Regions from separate parts of the Triticum aestivum genome. Here region 1 is linked to region 2. A link is a contact called in public Hi-C data. All regions are on one chromosome and are shown on one strand. Each heading gives the region's core, a stretch centred on a gene start, on an enhancer-like site or on the middle of the called end of the contact. The rest is flanking DNA. Distances are from core to core; before and after follow the strand shown. Region 1 holds the start of LOC123188388 (cysteine-rich receptor-like protein kinase 6). Region 2 holds the start of LOC123188384.

Evidence for each region. Hi-C and Micro-C count contacts between places; a contact is called where the count stands out from the background.
Region 1: a contact with region 2 is called in a Hi-C map of leaf, with 3 times the contacts expected there. The contact joins the promoter of LOC123188388 here to the promoter of LOC123188384 in region 2. A contact is called at or near these places in 2 of 5 Hi-C or Micro-C datasets (leaf and root).

The regions. Positions count from the first base shown.
Region 1 is chr2A:207,985,544-207,988,857 of IWGSC CS RefSeq v2.1, reverse strand. LOC123188388 (cysteine-rich receptor-like protein kinase 6) reads left to right here and starts at 1,861. Exons shown (of 7, transcript XM_044600475.1): 1 at 1,861-2,793. The coding sequence starts at 1,941.
Region 2 is chr2A:207,836,772-207,840,004 of IWGSC CS RefSeq v2.1, reverse strand. LOC123188384 reads left to right here and starts at 1,684. Exons shown (of 5, transcript XM_044600470.1): 1 at 1,684-1,924; 2 at 2,065-2,228; 3 at 2,388-2,420. The coding sequence starts at 2,194. It also overlaps the pseudogene LOC123191633.

The DNA of each region.
Region 1 (3,314 bases), core at 612-3,111, 150 kb before region 2:
CTCCCCAACAACTGGCACCTGTCCGCCGATCGTGTGCCGATCCCGGCGAGCGGCCGTGCACGCCGTCAAGAGATCGCGCGCCGCCGCCGCCTCCTCCCCGACGACCTGTACTACGACCACAGGTATGCCCCCAACTCCCCGATGTGGGACACATGGCTCCAGGACGAGCACGACGTGCGGCGCGCGTCCTACTTCGCCGACACCGTGTCGGGGCCGCGGAGGCCATGTGCAGAGGCGCGCGGGCGTACGCGGGTGCGCGGCCTGACGGCCACGCCGTCACCTTCCTCGTCTCCGTCGCCACCTCCCCCTCCTCGCATGACTGCGGAGGAGGAGGCCCGTCTCCTGCAGCGTGTCATGGACGACTCCATGAACACGCACGACGAGCGGCAGTGGGATGGCCTGGAGGAGACCATGGCCCTCTCTGCCGCCGGGGACATCGCCTTCCCGGAGCTGTAGATGGCGGCCGTCACCTGTGGACGCCGGTCCACCTGTGGACGCCACCGGCCTACGTCGACCTCGTCAGCGACGACGACGACACCGGCTGCCAGTGAAGACGGTGACGGCCACGGCACCGACGGGCATGGCAGGAGTGCGCGGGTGCATTTTTTTATTTTGTTTTTATATATTAATTATGAAACTGGGCCTTTTAAGTGGTAGTGGAAACTGGGCCGGTTTGTGGCCAACCCCTATATATGTTTTATATTTTTTTAAATGTGTTTATTTACTTTTTTTTAGTTATTTCATTCTAGTTTTTATATTTTTTTATTCACGTCCATCCCGGATACGATTTGGGGTGCGGTCGCGCGGTGGGCGCACGCATGACCCATCTAACAAAGCCGGATACGTGCGAATCTATCGACGCTCCAAAGAGACAAAATCTGGTCAATCCGGACGTCCGTTTAAGGTCGCGCGGTGGAGTTAGCCTAAGAGGAGCTGGGCCGTGGTCGATTCATTATGTGATTCGTGCTGGAATAAATTGACGGCGACGAAGCCGTTCAGGATGAGATGCCAGATTCCCGACGATTGGGCGTTATCATTTGAGGAAAAAAGTACTCAAGGAAAACTCGGTGGCCCTGCATGTGCGTGTCCCAAATCCGCTCTTGCATGTTGTGGTACTTCCAGGATTACTTCAACTCTTCAAGGGGAACTAAGGGAGTTCTTAGCGGATCTATGGAGGCAGGCTAGTAGCGAGTAGTCCCCTTGGATTTTATGCGGAATGGAGAGTAATCCCCGGTTGTAAAAAGTGGACCGGCATCTTGCTCTTTCTCTCTACGAATACATGATACGTGTGCTTGTTCGTCGTATTTAAAAAAAGATAGCAAGAACCATGCCTCTCGAGCAAAGGAACTGTGCCGGATAAAGCGGAGGAATTTGGTAGAAAAATATGCCAGGAAGAAGAATTCCAAACGCACCAGTGTATGCACCCGCACGGCGAGGGCAAAGTCCGTCAAGTTCGACAGGACTTAACTCGACACTTTGTCGTGCGGAAATCGCTAGTAGGGTAGATCTTTTTCCACTTACGAAACCATGAAAAACTGAACTGAAGTTTCCATACAGGCCACGTAAACTCACGTGGAGTACCTCCCCCGGTCGTTTCGGTTGTTCCCTGGGCCATGTCGCGTCCTCCACCGCTGTCGCCGAGTTGACACGGCCGATAGCCGCCACCGAAGCTGGCTGAGTGCCTAGGCCCCGCTAGCATTTATAGGTGGCCCCACATTTTCAGACCCACCAACGACTCTCCAGTACGGTAGTCAAGTCAAACCAGCCCCAGAAGAGTCAACACCAGACCCCACCTCCAGTACTCCCCTCAACCTAGCGTTCTTCTACCCTGCTTCACCCGACAGGCCGACACCTTGCTTTAGAAGAGTCGCCACTCGCCACCAACGCATCTTCCACCGCTAGCTCGTCGGCTCGTCGGCTCGCCCAAGCGGCCAAACGCCATGGCCTCGCACCACCGCGGCCGCATCCCCTCCTACCTCGCCACCGCCGCTGCCCTCCTCCTTGCCTTCCTCCTCCCGCCGCTGGCCGCTTCCCAGTGGCAGAACTGCGGCAAGAACGGCAACTTCGACCAGAACAGCACCTACCAGGCTAACATCCGGGCCCTCTCCGTCACCCTTCCCAAGAACGCCTCCTCGTCGCGGACGCTATTCGCGGCCGACAGCTTTGGCACCGTTCCGGACATCGTCTACGCGCTCGCGCTCTGCCGCGGCGACGCCAACGCCTCTGCCTGCGGCGCTTGCGTCTCCGACGGCTTCAAGGACGCGCAGCAGCTCTGCCCCTACAGTAAGGTCGCCGCCGTCTACTACGACCTCTGCTACCTTGGCTTCTCCAACCAAGACATCCTCTCCGCCACCGACGGCGACAACAACGCCCTCACGCTGGTGAACAGCGAAAACGTGACCGTGCCAGCGAAGGTGTTCGAAGCCGCCGTGAGCGTCCTCATGAACGCCACCGCGGATTACGCGGCCGCTGACTCCTCCAGGCGGTTCGGCACAGGGGAGGAGGGGTTCGAGACGATCGACAAGGCGAAACCCAAGATTTACGGTGTGGCGCAGTGCAGGCCGGATATGTCACCGGCAGATTGCCGGAGCTGTCTCGCAGATATCATTACGTACATCCCTCAGCACTTAACAGGGAGGCGGGGTGCTAGGGTTGTTGGATTGCGGTGCAACTACAGGTATGAGCAGTATTCCTTCTTCACCGGGCCTTCTATGCTGCAGCTCCCGGCGCCATCCGTGGGGGCACCTCCATCTCCAGCGCCGGCCAACGTGACGCCACCGCCAGTCGGAGGAGGTGAGCTTGGAGAAATAATTTCATCTTATTTGCACCATTCAGTCTTTAGACCAGAAGTAATTTCAAAATTGAGGGACAAAAACAGTGAGGTTTTATTTTTTCGGGAAGGTAAAACGGTGAGGTTCGATCTGCGAAGAAACCAAAAAGTACAAACTCAAGGTGGACAGGATCAATTTCTATTATTTAATTTGATTCTAGCATATAATTATAGAGTGTCAACACCAGCCAGGGGCCTTTTTACAGTCTGATTCAGTTGTGCTAAAATAAGTAATCCAGTCTTCAGAGTTCTGTAAAGAACTCGGAATAAATTAGTTTGTAGGACAGCTGAGACAAAACAAACCTTGGTAAACTGAAAAAGTAAGTGATGAGGGAAAGATTGCTCTCAACAAGAAACTTTGAAAATTTCTGTTGTTTGGTCTTGACTACTGCGCAGTCGCGTAGCTATCAGTTAATTGACTGTGCAACAGCCATCACCGGTGTGGGCAAGCGAAAATCCTACACTTACGGACAAGAAGGCACGG
Region 2 (3,233 bases), core at 435-2,934:
CATTCCCATCACGACCTTACTTGATTTTTTTTTTTGAAATTGTACATTTGGGGACGCATCCTGGGTGAACCAACGAACAATTTACTTAATCCTAACTTGACACGATTCCAGTATTTTATTTTTCCAAGTCATCCAAGGACTAACCTGGCAAACATTATAACAAAGTAGTGTTCAGTCTGACACCCCTACCGATGAAACCATTGTTTGATCCTAATATTGGATTAAACTCCTAAGGGGCAAACTACGGAACTTCCAAGAAAAATATTTCTCATCCAAACAGACCTTCTGTACATTTTCTGAAACGACAGACCTTCTGTACATTTTCTGAAACTGGACGGGGCTAGATTTTGGCAACTGCAGCCTGCAGCTACATTATTCTGAACTTGCAGGACTGGGCCCTATGCTGACGCCGTGGACATGCTGGAGGACGTGGCCGAGCCGTTTCTCCTGGCGTAGAACACCGGCTTGGGCGGGGCCTGGAGAGACACCGTGTCGCTGCCGAGCATCATGACCACCGACGACATCGCCGGCCGGCCCGCGGAGTCTCAAGCTACCGCCCAAGCACGGGTCTATCACCTCGGATACCGACCCGGCCGTCCACTGCTCCCACACCTGAATCATTGAGCTCGTGGCGATCAGTCAAGAGTTGTGCTGCAACGATCTTGAGACAACTATCCAGAATATGTTCACGAACATCACTCACAAGCGTCAGCAGATCTTCCGATAGCCGGGAGGTGTAGCAGTCGTTCTTCTTCTTTCCCGTCACGATCTCCACAACCATGACGCCGAAGCTGAACACGTCCGACTTGACCGAGTAGTTCCCGCGCAACACGTACTCCGGTGCCATGTAACCACTGACGACGGTCAATAAGAAAAATGGCGTTGAAGTTTAGTTGCCTATATGGGAAGATTAGTTTAGCAACATCTGCCGCGGCATTGCTGCGTGCGTTACGGTATCATTACTCACTATGTTCCGACGACACGGCTGGTGATGCCCTGCGTCTGGTCTCCCCTGAAGAGCCTCGCGAGGCCGAAGTCGGAAATCTTGGGGTTCATGTTGGTGTCAAGCAAGATGTTGCTCGCCTTAAGGTCGCGGTGGACTACTTTGAGCTGCGAGTCTTCGTGGAGGTACCGTAGGCCTCGAGCGATTTCGCTTATGATCTTGTACCTCTTTCCCCAATCAAGTTGACCGCGCTTCTTTTTATCTACGCATCACAATGAGTTGAGAAGGCGTCAGTGGATCCAAAATTTTGTTACTGAAGATAGTGTGGCTGTCAAAGTCAATGATGACATAGGCCATTACTTTCAAACAGAAAAAGCACCGGTGCCTCCCAGCTGCCCCCCGGATCGTGGGTTTCGTCTGGTCTCGCCGGCTGTATTTTTGCACTCATCCGGCAAAAAGTGAGATCATGAGAACGTGATTGAAACTTTTTTTATGCGCCGGCACTAAAAATATATTTCTGAGAGGCTTCTTGGAGGGCCGGCTGGAGATGCTCTAAGCTCCCAGGAAATAGAGCCCTGGGACTGGGAGCGATCTTGTGTTTTTTTTTCTCGTGATTTCAGCTGACGTTAGCTCACGCAACCGACGTACAACGTCTGGTTTGCATTGTGCTTTGTGTTTCAAGAGAGAGAGAGAGAGAGAGAGAGAGAGAGAGAGAGAGAGAGAGAGAGAGAGAGAGAGAGAGAGAGAGAGAGAGAGAGAGAGAGAGAGAGAGAGGAGGGCTGATTTGGGGGAGGAGGTCAACCACCGGTGCTTGGCATCTTGGGTGAGGATCGATTTGGGCGAGGTGGTCGTTGGAGAGGAGGCGCCGACTTTCAGGTGGAATGTCGTCCTTCTGTCCGTGATCTGCCGCCGCATCACCCATGTCTTCGTGTGTTGCACCTGCTTCCTGCTCCATCCCACGGGCCGGACGGTCTTGGCCTGGTGAGCCTTCCATCTTCTCTGCCCTCTTGGTGTCGTTCTATTTTGGCTAGAGATTTTGATTGGACATGCTATCATCCCGTATGTGCCAGCTAGGTGTTTGATAAATTGCCTGCTGTATTTTCAATCTCTCTCAACTGCAGCGACGAGTCAATGGCCAACTGACAGCGACACATGGAGCCTGAAGGAGCAGGCGGTGGGGGGAGCTGCAGGAGGCCAACAAGGCCCTCGCCACCGCCGCCCATGACGCACTCCGACGGTGCTAGGCGGGAATGTCTGTCGCGGCCATCTTCCTTAACCGGCCATGGTCTGCATCCCATCCTACCCCTGCTCTCTCTCAGACGGATTAGAAATTGGATATGGCTCATTTGGGGTTAATTCAATTTCCGAGAAGTAGAACTGTGATTCATTCTCAGACAACTTTTCTTTTTGTCGCACTTCCTGGGCTGTCTCTTCGGCGATGCAGCAAACAAAGGAGAGGACGAGTCTGCAGTGCAAGGTCAGTTTGAGCAAGCTTGAAAATACACACCATATTATCATGCACATGCTGTGCAAGCTGCCGGACCGAACTGTAATTGAACTCTGAAGGCGGGTTCGACCTGTAGCGTTGTATTAGTACATCCAGCCAACATATAATTATGCAAAAGTTCACTTTGTCTGTCCAGTTCAGATTCTTCTCTATTTCTCCGGTTCCTACTTATTTCGGATGCTGGGCAATGTGCTTTGTTTGTTGAATTGCTAACGTTCCAATCCTTCAATTCTAGAGAAGAATTTTGAGGATTTCGTTCAATCAACTGGTAATATGGTAAAGCTAGAAATGATCTCAAATGTTTCTCAACATATGCACTAAAAATATGTAAATTGTTGCTCCAAAAATTACAGGGGAGCACTTAACTGTTACGCTCACAATCCTAGGAAAACTATTTTTTTTTGTAATTATCCTTTTTGTCGTTAGTATTCCTCAAGCAACGTATAATGTATATGCACATCTCAATCATTAATTGCGGTATGCTCTGCAAATGTGTTCTGGTCATCATGATTTTCTGGTAGATTAATTAACCTTTTCTTTTTCTCTGTTTTACTGAGAGACCTATAGTTTTTGTTGTTGAAATCTGCATCCCTTATAAATTATGAAGTATGGTCTGCAAGAAACTGTTCTAGAGCAGCCACGACAATTAATACTCAGCATTGAGCGCATCTACAGTATATTGGTTATGTTAATCGTGTGGACATGCTAGATTTCATGCTGCTGACAGTTTCTTGCAACCATATTATCAGAAGTATCATGTTGTGGCTTATTTACCTGGGACTA